Regions from separate parts of the Macaca mulatta genome. Here region 1 is linked to region 2. Evidence: chromatin contacts called from public Hi-C data. All regions are on one chromosome and are shown on one strand. Each heading gives the region's core, a stretch centred on a gene start, on an enhancer-like site or on the middle of the called end of the contact. The rest is flanking DNA. Distances are from core to core; before and after follow the strand shown. Region 1 holds the start of PTAR1 (protein prenyltransferase alpha subunit repeat containing 1). Region 2 holds the start of APBA1 (amyloid beta precursor protein binding family A member 1).

Region 1 (7,467 bases), core at 13-2,512, 83 kb before region 2:
CGGCTAAGTTTTTGTATTTTTAGTAGAGACGGGGTTTCACCGTGTTAGCCAGGATGGTCTCGATCTCCTGACCTCGTGATCCGCCCGTCTCGGCCTCCCAAAGTGTTGGGATTACAGGCTTGAGCCACCGCGCCCAGCCAATTTTTTTTTTTTTTTTTTTTTTTTTTTTGTATTTTTAGTAGAGACGGGGTTTCACCGTGTTAACCAGGATGGTCTCGATCTCCTGACCTCGTGATCCGCCCGCCATGGCCTCCCAAAGTGCTGGGATTACAGGCGTGAGCCACCGCACCCGGCCAAAGATGCAGATTTCACGGGTGGAAGAATAAAACTGAACTAAAGGCAGCCAGATTTTTCTACCACAGAGGAGCAAAAGAAAACCGGATACACACAAATTTTAGTTATGGCATTTCAAAATCCTAAATAAACTAGAAAGCTCGTTTTTCCTACAAAAATTTATTTTTGCTGTTATGAGCAAACCCTGTCAGAGTCTTGATACTTTTTTTTAAATTCCAAAATTGACGCAAAGGCTACCAAATGTAGTAGAAAATGAAATCGAAAAATTTAAAAACGATTTCATTTCTACTTCCTACATCCAGATGGCAAATAACTTTTCCTTCACTTTCCTTTGTCTTCCTTTAATAAATTTAAGAATTTTAATTAATGTTTTTAAAAAGGGCTGCTTTCAGGTTCAGAGACCAAAATTGGCACAGTTAGAAAGGAGGTCACCAATGCGGTCAAATAGGGACTCGCTCCGCCGCAACGCCTCTGGACCTCTTCATCTCTCTGGCTGGGAAAATAAAGCGGACAAGCTCTGAAAAACGCCCAGGACTAGACTAACTGTTAAGAGGCCCTGCACCCTCAGTTGAACATTCCTTCAAGAGTGCCCGCGGACCTGGCCAGGGGTGTTCAGGCAGGTGTCTGACTCTCGTGGAGTGTGTCTTGAGGTTCCCTTTCTCCTCGGTCCCGAGTGGCCTAAAAATTAAAATAAGAAAATCGGCGGCCTGAGAGAACTTTGCAAACACACGTGCAGCATCTTCTCTGACGCTTTGAAAGTCCGTTACTCGCGCGGAGGCGAACCCCTCCACTCACTGGGAGGCCACCAGCTCTACCTAACGCCACGCCCAGGCCGCCGACAGGCTGACCCGGAAGTGCTCGGCGGCGGCTGCGGCGACGGGGGCGCGGCCTAGCCGGCGCACCCGCGCGCGCGCTCTCCGCGGAACTCCTGCTGGCGGCCAGGCTCACGCGGAGGCGCGCCCGAACAGTCGCGGCCGCCGCCAACATGGCCGAGACCAGCGAGGAAGTGGCGGTGCTGGTGCAGCGGGTAGTGAAGGACATCACTAACGCCTTCAGGAGGAACCCGCACATGTGAGTCGCGCGCCTCCGCCACCTCCGAGGGTCGTCGGGAGCGGGCGGGGGCGGGGCCAAGCGTCCACCCGACCTCGGGCGGCGGGCTGACCACGGGTCCTGGCCCACGCGCCCTTCTAGGGAGGAGGCAGAGCCGCGTCGGGCGCCGCTGGCCGGGCTTTCCGCTACCGGGACGCGCTGGCGGACGAGTCCCTAGAAGTGACCTCGAAAAATCGAAACGGAACGACTTTCTCTCTCCCTTCCCACCTTTTCATAGGAGTTCACGAAACTCCAAAGACTTCCCCCGTAGGTCCACATCCTTCCTCTGTTTAAGGTACACGGGCGCACGCAACAATGTGGGTCTGTGCATACCTTGTAAACACAACTCTTGAGATTCATCCCGGTCATTGGCAAGGGGGTAACCGATCGTCTTAGTCTTAATGAGCCCTAAACCCCTCAGTTTACTAACTAAAGGTGGTTTGAGGCTGCTTTTGACTTTCGCCTTACTTGCCACAAAATTGTAAATTGACTCCGATAAAACATTGTGTTTTGAAGGTGAACGGAGCATTCTCAAGAGAAGCTTCTGTGGGCGCGGTGTGGAGTCTGGGATGATGCAAATGAAACCTCGATACTTTTTAGCATAAGCGGATTCATAGTTACAAGGAGCATGTTAACTCATTTTTATCCCAGCACTGCTGCCCTCTTTAACGGGACACTGCAGAACTGACACATGTATCTCTTCCGCTTTACTTGAAGTACTCTTGGAAGATACCACAAGAGTCTACTTTTTGTAACACTTTGCTTTTGTGTAACAAGTGAAAAGAAAACTATTAGAGAGAGAGATCTCCATTATACAAAGGTGTAGGGAAGAAGCAACAGTGTACCTCCTTTCCCATACCTCTTCCTCCTCAAAGAAAAGAAACATGGCATTCAGTTCTGCATTCTTTTCACTTTAGTTGTTTTTGGAGTTTATTTTTACTTTTATTCTTTAGACTGGAACTCAATTTTTTTTTTTTTTAAGTATTCTAACAGGTTCAGCTTTTCTGCCTAAAAAAGTTGCCAAACTTGTATCTTACCAAAGTGTTCTTTTCCTCCAAGGAGATGATTGTAAAAGAGTTAAGAAGCTCTCGGATGTTTGCTCCCTTGTGGCACAGAATTGGAGACGTGCAACTGTGCCACATTAAAAACAAAACACTGCTGGCCTCAAAACACACCTGCCACCTCTGACAGCATCCACTTCCCTCCCCCTTATGACTGCTGCCTTTTTCAAAATGAGAGTGTTTGGAATGATTTCCTGGCAGTATCCATAGTGGTTGCTGAGCCTTCTAAAGAATGCTTTGATGCCTTGCTGTATATCAGTCTTTCGATTTCTTTTTGAGAATGGGAGCCTTAGTGCAAGTAAGAGACAACCTCAAAAAAAAAAAAAAAAAAAAAAAAGTTGGACAAATCAAGAGTGTATTTTCTCATCACTGGTATTATTTTTCTAGAAGAAATTACAGCAGAGATTAGAAGTCTAATAAAAAATATCGTAATCATCTTATGTTCTCTTCTTTGAGGTAGACTAAAAGAGCATCATTATATTTGAAGAAACCAAGATTGAATGTTCATTGGCTTGGCAGTTTAACAGTGCAGTTTGGAACACGTCCCAGTTCTTGTGGATCACATTTACGGAAACTCTTAAAGGACTTTAATGCCCCTCCCTAATCCTTTTTCTACTGTGAAACCTCATCAATATATTCTCAATGTATAATTTATTAGTAATAAGGGTTTGGCTCATTCGAGATTTAAAACTTTGAGATAAGTTGGATATTCGGAATAATGAAATGATTTGTAATATGGATCTTAAACATTTGAATAGCTTACCTCACTGTTTAATACTAGTCATCAGCTATATTTGAGTACATATTCCCCACAGTAAAACTATTTTCAATAATATTACTATGCATCTTTTTAAGTGCTTTATAATTTGGGTTTTTGAAAATTGCCTGCACTTTCTTCCCTTAATTTAGCCCATTTACTCCCAAAATAAAGAGGCTGTGTTTCTTTTCTTTTTTAAAAAAAAGCATTGTTTATCTGTGACATTTGTATCTAACTTTACTGTATCTAATTACACATTCAGTATTATAAAAGTTTCCTTCTCCAAACTTAAGGTCGGTTGTAATTTTATTAGCCAACATCTACTTCATTAAATACACTGTTTGTTTATGTAGAAATATTTAGCCAGAAGGAGTTGAGGATGCAGTGGTGAGATATGGGTGTTGTTACTGTATGATGTGAATAGGTACCTTCTCAGCCTCAGTGTCCTCTTGATCTTGTGAGGCTGATGAGAACACAGGAAAATCACCTCACACAGTGGTACTTAGTTGCCACTCAATAAATATTAGACCTTCCCTGAATCTCTGTTCCTCACCAAAAATATATTGGCCAAATAATTGGTGAATATGAAGCACTTTATAAACTGGATAATACTATATAAATGCTGTTTTTATGGTTGACTCTTAGATAATCATATCGGATTCTCTAAAACGGTAAACTTGACCTAGGGATAGTCTTTAACTTAGTGTATGGACCCTGTGCTAGTGTAGAAGACAACAGTTTACAATGTAAATAGTCATGTTAAAATTATCTTATTCAGCAAGTTACTGTTTTTTCTATTAAATATTGAACTCTCCCTGTTTATGAGGTGTTGTGGGTACCATCTTTACTATGTGAAACAAGTTTAAAATACAGTTCTTGAACCCAAGGCACTAACAGAAATTTATGTAATGGTGGAAATTTTCTATGTTTGTGCTGTTCCCTATGGTAGCCACTAGCCATGGTAGCTATTGAGCAATTGAAATGTCCCTAATATGGACAGGAACCAAATTTTAAATTTTATGTAATTTAAATTGATTTGTATGTAGTGGCTCCATGTGCCCAGTGACTACTGTGATGTGTAGTGCAGGTGTAGATGAGACCTAAGACCAACTGCATGAATAGTAAATTAACACTCCAAAGTAGTTTATAATAAAAGCTGGATAGCAGCATGGTGAGCAAGTGCTATAGGAGTCTAATAGAAGTGGAGAGGAGGCTGGTTATGTCTGGGATAGGGCTCTAAGTGGAAATGGGTTTTAAGCCGAATATTAAAGTCTGGGTAGGATTTGTAGTCTCAGCGGGAGCCAGAGACCTCCATAGGGAACAGTGAATTGACTTAAGCAAACTGTGACTGAGAAGGTACAGTAGGGCCAGATTATGGAAATCCTTGACTCTCATTTAATTTCTTTCATTCCATTTATACATTCTGCAAAAGATTACAGAATCATTGTGTCTGTTTGACAGGCACAATGCTGGTCTCTGGGTATACAGGGTTCAAAGCTGGGTGGCTTAATGAACAAACCAGACATGGTCCCTGTCCTAATGGGATGTTAAGCAGTCAACATACAGATTATGAAAAGAGTCAGAAAAAGTAAGAAGGGTACTTAGATTAACAACATGGAGGCCTAATTTAGAGTATGAGGTCAAGATAGTTCTTTCTGAGGCAATAGCATTTAAACTGAATGAGACATGAGGGGTGAAGAAAAGCTGGCTCATGGATGCACACTTCTAAGGCAATGGGTAGGCACCAGTGAACATTATTTAATAAAGAATAATGAAAGGCAGTTTTAGATTGTCTGCAAGGTGAACTGAAGAATAGAAAGCCAGAGTCTACTGGGCTTCTTGTATCTGATTTTTATTTATTTAAATAATAGTGTAGTATAGTGTAAAAATTTGAGTTTAGAGTGTGACAGTCTAAGCTGTCAAACTGGATTTGAATCTTTGCTTGTCATTTATTAACTGAGTAGACAGACAAGACTCTTCATCTGTAAAATGGGATCAGAATTCCTACTTTATGAGATTATTGTGCAGAATAAAATAGTATATGTAAAACCTAACCGTGCATGGCAAATAACAAACAATAAACAGTAGTAATTTGTGTAGCTTTTTCTAAATAAGGTCAGTAATACAATTTCAGTGAAACATTAAGTTGATAATCTTTGGAATTAATGAGAAAGCCGATAAGGTTTCTGAAGTATCTAAATCACCAGGAGAATTTTAATTATCAATATGCAAGGGTCAGTTCATTTAGATGTTTTACTAGCTTTCCTTTTTGGTCATGCTGGAAAGAATTCCATTTCTTTTGGGGGGTGGGAGCAGAACAAAACCAAAATAACTACTGTTTAGATTTAAAATGTTTTTACCATTTCCTGAATCCTTGGACTGTTTTCTGTTTGGTTGCTCCACATTACAGGATTCAGTTTTAGTATTTGGGTACCATCCATCTCTCCCAGAAGGTAAGCCGGTTGATACAACTTTTGTGGATAAGTGGCTGTATTCTAGTTGGTGGTGTTTCTGAGAAGTATAGATAGGACAAGCTATCTAAACATGAGGAACAAAGTCAGTATCAGTGTTACATGAACTGTGAACATCATCTGGAAGCCAGTGAATGGATCCCGGTTGTGATGTGAGGCACTCAGAGAGATGTATCATAGTGTGATCTTAAGTAAATGTGCTGGTTTATTCCACATTGCTCTGCCTTTGGAGCAGCCTGTGATGAAGGTAACCTAAAAAGTGAGTACCATTAGAACTTGATTGCCGTCCCAAACCATTATATCTTTAAAAATCCTACGATCTTCTTAGTTATGCAGGTAATCGAATACCTTGTTAAATACTAGGAATATAAATGGCCAGAAACCTCACAATGTAAAAGAGTGAAATTTATTGGTAGTGAAAGAGTGCAAACATTGCTCTCATAAGACTATTTTGTAAAGAAATAACTAGAGATATGTTTGATATTTATAGCACATTCATTGCAACCATTAAAAATATCAAAATTGATTATGTGGGAAAATATTTAATGCGGATTGCTCAGTTTTTCCCTAAAAGATTATAGAATATGTTCAATATGATCCCAGTTTTTGAAAATACTTAGGAAAAAAGGATGTATACCCAGCTGGGCACAGTGACTCACACCTGTAATCCTGACACTTTGGGAAGCTGAGGTGGGAGGATCACTTGAGGCCAGGAGTTTGAGACCAGCCTGGTTAACATAGTGGGTCTCTCTCTCTCTCTCTCTCTCTCTCCATATATATGTATATATATATAAACTTCTTGAGCCCAGGAGTTGGAGGCTGCAGTGAGTGAGGATTGTACCACGTCACTCCAGCCTGGACGACAGAGCAAGATCCTGTCTCAAAAAAAAAAAAAAGATATATACCCAAACATGTTAATAGCTAAAGAGGGATTGCAAGTGACTTTTAGTTTTTGTTTTTGTTTTTCCTGAGTTTTCCCAGTGTTTCTTGAGTATAGAATTAGAACTTAAATTTACAGAAAAATAGAAGGAATTGATCTAAATCCTGTTTTGCTCTTCGTTCTAGTTTCGTGGGTTTAGGCTAAGAATTAGGAGGCCCCGATTCTTAACTTAGCCACTAGCAATATGACCTTAGGTAATCCTCATAAACCTCACTGGACCTCAGTTTCCTCATCAGATTAAATGACAGAGAAATGCAGTCCCTTCCAACTTTAAAATGATTCTGGAAGGAATCCTATTCGAATTTGGCTAGAAAAAAGTGGACTGTGACTTATGGGATGAGACACAGAAGTCTGAAGTCAAACACACTATTATTTGGAAGCTTACTGACCTATCTGTCTTTACAAAGTACATGTAATGTGTTTTAGGAAGCAACATAACACTGTATCTTAGGGTCACATAACTTGACAAAGGCTTAAATTCTTTGCCTCGGCTTTCCATTATCTATTAACCAACACACTCTACTGGTGGACTAAAGGCTCTTAAATGGATTAATGGTACTGTATTTCATCTTTGCCTAGCATTTTGTAGTTTGCCACTTTCTTCACGTGACATTATTTGGTTTCCATAACAGGCAGGGAACATACTATTCCTGTATTTCAGATGAGGGTACTGATGGCAAGTGACTTGCCAAATTCTCATTGCTTGTCAGTAGATAGCATGGAAACTAACTAGAACTCTGGACTTCCAATCAAGTATATTTGTCTTTACACCCTACTACCTCTTTTCGTGTGTTTTCCCCCTAGTGCTCTACATTATCTGTTAAGACTGTTTTTATTCTCCTTACATGAAAATAG
Region 2 (7,441 bases), core at 1,548-4,047:
AAGAAATAGGAATATGTGTTTTTCATAGGGGTGGGGGAGGGAGGGAAATTTCCACATATGAACATTTGGTACATAATTAGTTTTGGAGGTCTCTGGGCTACCATTATAACTAACAATGATTACCTTTCTTTATATGGCACGTAATACTTTGCAGAGAAATTTCACATACTTTCTTTACACAAAAATCCTGTGAGGTAAGATTCGAGGATATTATTAAAGCAATAATGTAACCCTCATTCATTTATCTAAGAACCTAGTCTAACTGGAAACACAACACAAAAAGTAGAAGATAAGCAGAAAGATCTCTGAGATAGCAAACCAAACAGCAGTAAGTGTATGCACAGAAAAGAGCCTCTCACTCAGAACCTATATTCTCTTATTTAACCTGAAATTCTAACAAAGTTAATTTCCTTCCTAAAACCGCAGTGGATTAAAAGTAACAAAACAAAAACCATTACAGAGAAGCACTCTGAAAGCCTCCTAGATGAGTACACAGGAGAGCAGAGGCAAGAACTAAAAACAATCAAAAGAGCAGTTAGCGCAAAAACAGAAAACTCTAAACACTCACTAAGTAGGATAAGCTCAGACTCCCTCGGCCCTGGATCCTGACCCTCCACGAATCAATTCCTCACAAGCCACCTCAGCGATCTTTCAGGAACTGAAATGTAATCCTGCTTGCCTGCTCCCAAATCTTGGCAACCCTTCATTGACTTTCCAGGCTCATAAGACAAAATTATTATTTAAAAACGGTCCACAAGGTCTCCTGAGGTTCTGATTGCTGCCTGCCTCTCCAGCTTCATCTCACTTCCGCCCCACCTGCTTGGGCCTTTTGACATTTCCTTCCCTTTACCTGGAAGTGTCTCACTGCTGCCTCTCCTGGGGGATCTGAAATGTCGTTTCCTTAGAAAGCCTTACCTAGTCCTGGAGTCTACATTAGATTTTCCCGTGCACCTTAGCGCCTTTGCAGTTGAGAATTTATCACAGTTGCACTTTGTCTGATTGTTTTATTTGTTTGTTTGTTTTTTGAGACGCCAAGGCTGGAGTGCAGTAGCGCGATCTCGGCTCACTGCAACCTCCACCTCCCGGTTTAAGCGATTCTCATGCCTCAGCTTCCCCAGCAGCTGGGATTACAGGCGTGCACCACCACGCCCGGCTAATTTTTGTATTTTTAGTAGAGACAGGGTTTCGCCATGTTGACCAGGCTGATCTCAAACTTTTGGCCTCAAGTGATCTGCCGTACTCGGCCTCCCAAAGTGCTGGGATTACAGGCGTGAGTCCCTGTGCCTGGCCAGTCTAATAGTTGAATACCTATTTCCTTCAGCCTACTGTGAGCTCTGGTGGAAAAGGACTATATCTGGCCCGTACATATGCCAAATAAGTATTCACTGGAAAAAAAAAAAGAGTAATGTCACAGGACAAGCATACATCTTCCTAGTATATAATCTTAAATTTTACTAAAAGATCTTTTTGAGAAGGTAGCTGTTTTATTAAAGAAAAAAAATTACGAAGTACAATGCAGAATTCATACGAATATTAAAGCTAAAACAAGACTTTCAGAATGCTTTAGGCTACACCCCCAGACTTCTCTGGAGACATTGTGCTTAAAATACTATGGAAACATGGTGTGGTAAAAGATGCATTTCCCAAGGGATCTGGATAACCAGCGCTTATCCTCATTTTACTGGAGGAGAATATATGTCTGGAGAGGGCTTTGCAAACTACTAGGCTTTGTGCGTTATAACATTATTATGAAAAATCTGTGTTTCTAAGACGGGGAATGATTTAGTTATTGCATTGCTAATTACAGGTGGGGCTAGCGCCAGAGCCCAGGCCTCTCGGGGCCTGTCTAGCCCACAGCTTTTCATTAATACACAGCACCTGCCACCTGGTCCCTGCTGCAAAGGGTGGCCTCTCGAGCTAGGAGCCATATCTAGGGCGGATAGCCTATGCTAGGCTCAAAGACACTCTTAAGTTCCGATCAACCAGAACTGAGGAGCGGGTAGGAAAACCAAGCCGAGCCTTCCCCGGCTTCACAATCCGCAGGCTCTCCGCTGTCCCTGGCCGGACTGGGCAGTTTCCCTGGAGAACTGCAGCCCGGCCCGCTTCGCTCAGGCCCAAACCCGCGCGGCTCTCCCCCTGGCGGGGAACTCGCAGCACTGCGGCGCATTCCGGAGACGCCGTCAATCTCCGGATTTGAAGCGCAGGCGGTATCTAAGGGGCCTGGGAAGCGGGAAAGCTCGGGAGTCACTCACGAGAGAACACCCTGCAGGAGTCGACCCAGCTGCCTGGCTTCGTGGTCCTGCAGCGTGGCCCGTTGCTTCGCAGAGAGGTTGGCCACAGCTCCTGGCTAGGAAACTGGGGACCCCTTGGTTTGCCACCGAGGAGGGTGGAGGTCCCCGTCAGTCCCCTCGGGGATGCAGCCGCATTTTCCCCTCCGTGCGTCTGGCCGGGAACCAGAGGATAGGGCTGTGGAACACAGGCAGGGCGGGCCCTTCGAAACCCGGACGCGAGGGGAGGCGAGAGGCGCCGGTGTCCCGCACGCCCACCGGCGCCGAGGCAGGGGAGCTGCGGCCAGCTGCCCACGGAGGACGCCGGCGGCGCCGCCGCCTCGGGCTCGCGGGCCGCGCGTGCACGCGAGTGGGCGTGGGAGGCAGGGGCGCTACTAGCAGGCGGCGTGCGCGCGCGCGCTCCCCCGCGCCCTCCCTCGCAGGCCCGCCCGGCCCCGGCGCGCGTCACGAGGGGAGAGCTAGAGAGCTGGAGGGCGGGAGGGAGGGTGGGGAAAGGGGGTGGGGCCGCGAGACCGGAGGGTTCCGAGCGGCGGCTGCAGAGCCGGAGCTGGGCGAGGGCGGCTGCGGTCCCGGCGGCGGCGGCGGCGGCGGCTGCGGCGGGAGAAGATGGTGGCGCTGGAGGTAGCAGCGGCTGGAGCGGAGCTTTATTCCCAGGCTTGGCACCAGCGCTGTCACTAGCGCCGCCTGCTCCCGCGGGCCCGCGGACCCAGCTGTCAGGCAAGGTACCACAGCCAGGGAGGGGTGGGTGAGAAGGGGTGCCCGGCGCTGATGCGGCCCCCGACTGAGCCCGGGTCCTAGCCAAAGGGCGCCCCCGGACGCGAGAGGGGCTGCCTGGAACAATAGTGCGGAGGAGCGGGGGCAGCAGGCGACATCCAGGGGGCAGTGCCTGGAACCATCAGCCAGCGAGGCGGGGTAAGGCGGCGTTGCGGGCGAGACGGCTGGGGTCCGGTGCCCGCTCAGATGCCAGGCTTCGGGCGCAGCAGGCGGGCCTGATGACAGTCATGGCAGGAGTGAGTGTGTGAGAGTGTGTGTGTAAAAGGTATAGCAGAGGGGATGGGGGTGGCGGACGGAGGTGTTGGGGGGTGACATTTCCAGGAATCCCCGCTAGGATCCCTCATCTCTCGGCTGACTCTCCTGGAGAAAGAATGTGATGATGGAAACGGTGAGGTGGGCAGGATGCACTTGGTGTGTGAAGTGTGGAGGGAGGCAGTGGGGTAGGGGCGGGTTTGTAAAATTCTGTGTATGTGTGTGTACGCGTTTGGTTGCATCCACGTTCCCCAAACAGCGCCCCAAACCCAGAGATCTGCCGCTGCCCTGACTTGATGTCACCGGCTGAGACTGTGGGGCAGTGTTTGTTATTTTGACCCTGCAACTCTGAGCACAGTCTCTGTTCTGCTCCTGCGTGTGGATGGCCCAGTGTAGGGATTCTCGCTTCCCCTTCCTCTGGCCTCATTACATGGGGATGTGGAAGTGAGCATGTTGCTTTGAGGCACATGGCAGGGAAATAGGATAACCGTTACGCGTTCTGGGCTTGCTGGTGTACCCGGTTTTGAAAGGGGCTTCCATCCTCTGATACTACTTCTCTGCTTAGCACCTGTTCCATAAGGGTCTTGTACTCCCTGACTCTGCAGTTTCTATTGTTTTTCTCTTGTCTGACCTGAAGGAGAATAGTGTTGAATGATAGATTCCTCTTCCTGTCCCCACAACTTTCAATGCTAGCTAGACCTTCTCCTTCCACATTTAAGCACTGAAAACCTTATGGCTAGAGGATGGATGGTCTTTGTATTGGTTCTTTTAGAATGAACTCTGGAGGTGTGTACGTATAGAGAGATGCGGCGGGGCGGGGGGCAGTCTTTAAAAAAGAAGAAAAATATCACACGGAGAAGTGTTTGGTGCCCACCTGGTCAGCGTCGCACAGCCAGGGCGTTTTCCTCAGGAAACAGGATACTTTATTTCTACTGCTGGTGACATCCACTCTCCCAGCTGTCACAATAGCTAGGTGGTGCCGTGTATCATTTGGAAACTGAAATCTCCCAAGACCCACAGTGATGGGGTCCCAGGTCAGTAAAGTCCCTGCTTTCCTACCTGATATAGCCCACTAGTAGGGAATTGGGAAAAATGTCAGGCTGGCAATACCTCACCCAGTGGGAACAAGGACACAGAAATGCATCGAGTCTATGGCTGTTTAATTGTCTCTGCGTGGTAAAGATAGGTGTGTGTAGGGTTGGGTAGAGATAGGCAGGGAGATGGCATATTCATGTGTATCCAGGGCAGTGTGATTCCTCCTCGCCTGTATTTCTCCTGCGGTATTCACAGGAATGAGTATCTCGACACTACTGTATTAAAATGTTGTATGTCTAGCTTAACCTGTTTAGGACATATTTTAGTCATAACACCTTAAATTCTACTGCATTGCTGTCGGAATCCAAACTGGCTGCACGGTTCTCTTCAAAAAGCCGGTAGCAGTCATGGCTACACAAGTAAATATACAACATGTTGGCACCAGAGGTTTCTTTTTCTTTTTTAAAATTTTTGTTTTGCATTCTTTTATGGGCAAAGGTTGCACGATATCGTTGTTTCATTGAAAATAATAAAACTAGGGCTATCCACATATGCTTTTTTTATTCCCATATATCTTATTTAATGATGTATAGACTAGGTGTTCTTGAAGCTGTCAATGTAAAGTAAATTTCCCCATGTTCTTCAAGTCAAGCCTTCTAAGATTTTAATATGAGGTTGGTTGTTGGCTCTCATCCAAGATTTAAGGATAGATTTGTAAAAATGAATTTTGAATCTTAGTTCTTTACTCTCTTATTTGTTATGCCAAATCCCTTTCTGAGAAAAGTACTTATGGAATTTAAAAGCCATTCTAAGAGGTTTTGGTTTTAAAAAAAAAAAGTCATCATCTTTTATATTTGCAAGTAAGACCAGGGATGTAAATGTCTTACAAGAACGTTTAATAATATGAGGAATTACCAGGTAAATACACTGTTTAGAGAAAGAGAAATTACACAGCAGCATAATCGATGACTCAGGAATCAGTGATTTCTTTTCTAACATAAACGTGATCATTTTTATTTTTATTTATCTTTTTGAGACAGGGTCTTCCTCTGTCGCCCAGGCTGGAGTGCAGTAGTGTGATCATAGCTCACTGCAGCCTCAAACTCCTGGCTCAAGCAATCCTCCTGCCTCAGCCTCCTGAATAACTGGGACAATAGGCACATGGCACCACACCCAGATATTTGTTTATTTTTTTCAGAGATAGAGTCTCGCTACGTTGCCCAGGTTGATAGTTTTAAAAATGCAATATCTGGCTTTTCTAAAGATTGGACTGGTATAAGGTTCATGAGACAGCTCTGGTAAATGGTTGTACCTTTTGCTGTGGCCTGCAGCAAGCCATTTTTTTGTGCATGGATGCCTTTCCTTCACTTAAAATAGCATCAGTGCTTTTCTCTACCATTATTGAGTCTCTTAAGGGTTTTTTTTGTTATTTGTTTTGTTTTTTGTTTTCATTTTGGTTGTTGTTATTGTTTGTTTGTTTCAGAAGACTTAGGAGTAAGAGATATTTGAAAATGACCTCTGGGTCCAAAAGGAATTAACTGTATGTAGTACCTTGGGGAGATAGGACTTTTACCCTACAAAGAAGAAGTAATTGTTGCTAAAACTGAGAGAATTTCAAGCAATGAAATCTGAAGTTAACTCTCTGGGTTACAATAGTTAATTTGCAAACATCTTGCCTCCTGTGTCTCAGACCCACTGTACCTAGGGGTATAGGGGACAGGGAATGTTGAGGAGGGTTGGAGATTCAAAGAACGCTAAGTCTTAGATCCTGCCCAGAGGTGAATCTTGGTCTAGAAGGAGAAAAGAGGAATATGTGTTACTAACTGTAAAAATAGTGAAAAAATGATTAAGTGCTGAAAAAGCAGTATTCCTGCAGGGCTGTGGGAATTCACAGGGTACAAAATGACTTCTGATGGAAGAATCAGGGAAGGTTACATGGGATATAGCATTTGAGCTGTGATTAAGGTGGCATTTGGGTTGGCAGAGAAGGAAGGGCATGCTTGGGGGAGGAACAGCGTAGCACAGGCCTGGCAGTGGAAGATGTATGCCTACACAGGGAACAAAAAAATGGTGTGCTTTGGCTGCAGCACTAGGAATGCCAAGAGATGTAATGAGGGATAAAGCAAGAAAGAGAGGTTTGTTCAAGGTGGTGGAGCAACTTGTACGCCAAGCTAAGGAGTGTGGATTTTGTTCAGTAAGGACTGGGGAGCTATAGAAGATTTGTGAGGAGAAAGATTGACAGTATCAGAACTGTGCTTTGGGGCAATAATTTTGTAGTATTATGTTGGATGGAATGACATGGGAAAAGACTGGCAGGAGGGAGACCAGATAGACCCTATTGTCAAAGTAGGGGAAAGATGGAAAGAGGCAGTGGGAGGGAAGAAGGGAACACACCTAAGAGGTGGTGTGCAAGAATTATCTGAGGAGCCTGAACAGTCACTGGAGAGTGGGAGGGAAAAGGGAGGCCAAAGATCATTGTCAGGCTTAGCTGAGAGAGCAGTTGGGTCATTTTCAGAAAGAAGATATAACAGAGGATAAGGAAGAGGAGAGAAATTTCTTTTTGAGCATGACAGGCTTATCCAAGTTAAGGGACTAGAATACAGAGGGAGGTTGGAGCTACAAAGAGATTTGTAAGTCATCTACTTAGGAGCGATTTTGATATCCCAGGAATCACTGATAAAGAAAATGAAGAAAGAAGCAGCAAAGGCAAGGATAGGATCCTTAAGGGATGTCTGTGTGTTGGAGGGGAAAGAGAAAGAAGAGGACAGGGACCATGTTAAATAAGGGCAGTTGGAGAAAAATGATGGAAGTAGAGTGGTACAGTGTCATGGAAGCTGGCAGGGGTGAGGAGAGCCCCTGTCACTCACACAGCACACCCCATGGGTGAGGGTGCAACCAAGACAAAGCCATTGGATTTGACTCTTGGCTTTCCTTGATTGTCTTTGTGGTAGGTGGAAGTGGCAGCCAGGGGCAAGGGTTGAAGGGAAGGGTGGGGGAAGGGAAATGGAAAGCAGTGAGAACAGACTTCATTTTCAATAAGTTGGGAGGTAAAGGAGAAGGAGAGAGAGTATGATATATCAAAACAATGGTGT

Evidence for each region. A called contact is a pair of places that touch in the nucleus more often than the background predicts.
Region 1: a Hi-C map of cortical neurons shows a contact between it and region 2, with 4 times the contacts expected there. The contact joins the promoter of PTAR1 here to the promoter of APBA1 in region 2. A contact is called at or near these places in 4 of 14 Hi-C or Micro-C datasets (cortical neurons, fetal cortex germinal zone, fetal cortical plate and 1 more).

What each region holds. Positions count from the first base shown.
Region 1 is chr15:100,765,177-100,772,643 of T2T-MMU8v2.0, reverse strand. PTAR1 (protein prenyltransferase alpha subunit repeat containing 1) reads left to right here and starts at 1,262. Exons shown (of 8, transcript NM_001265943.1): 1 at 1,262-1,365. The coding sequence starts at 1,280.
Region 2 is chr15:100,683,281-100,690,721 of T2T-MMU8v2.0, reverse strand. APBA1 (amyloid beta precursor protein binding family A member 1) reads left to right here and starts at 2,797. Exons shown (of 12, transcript XM_015117867.3): 1 at 2,797-3,010.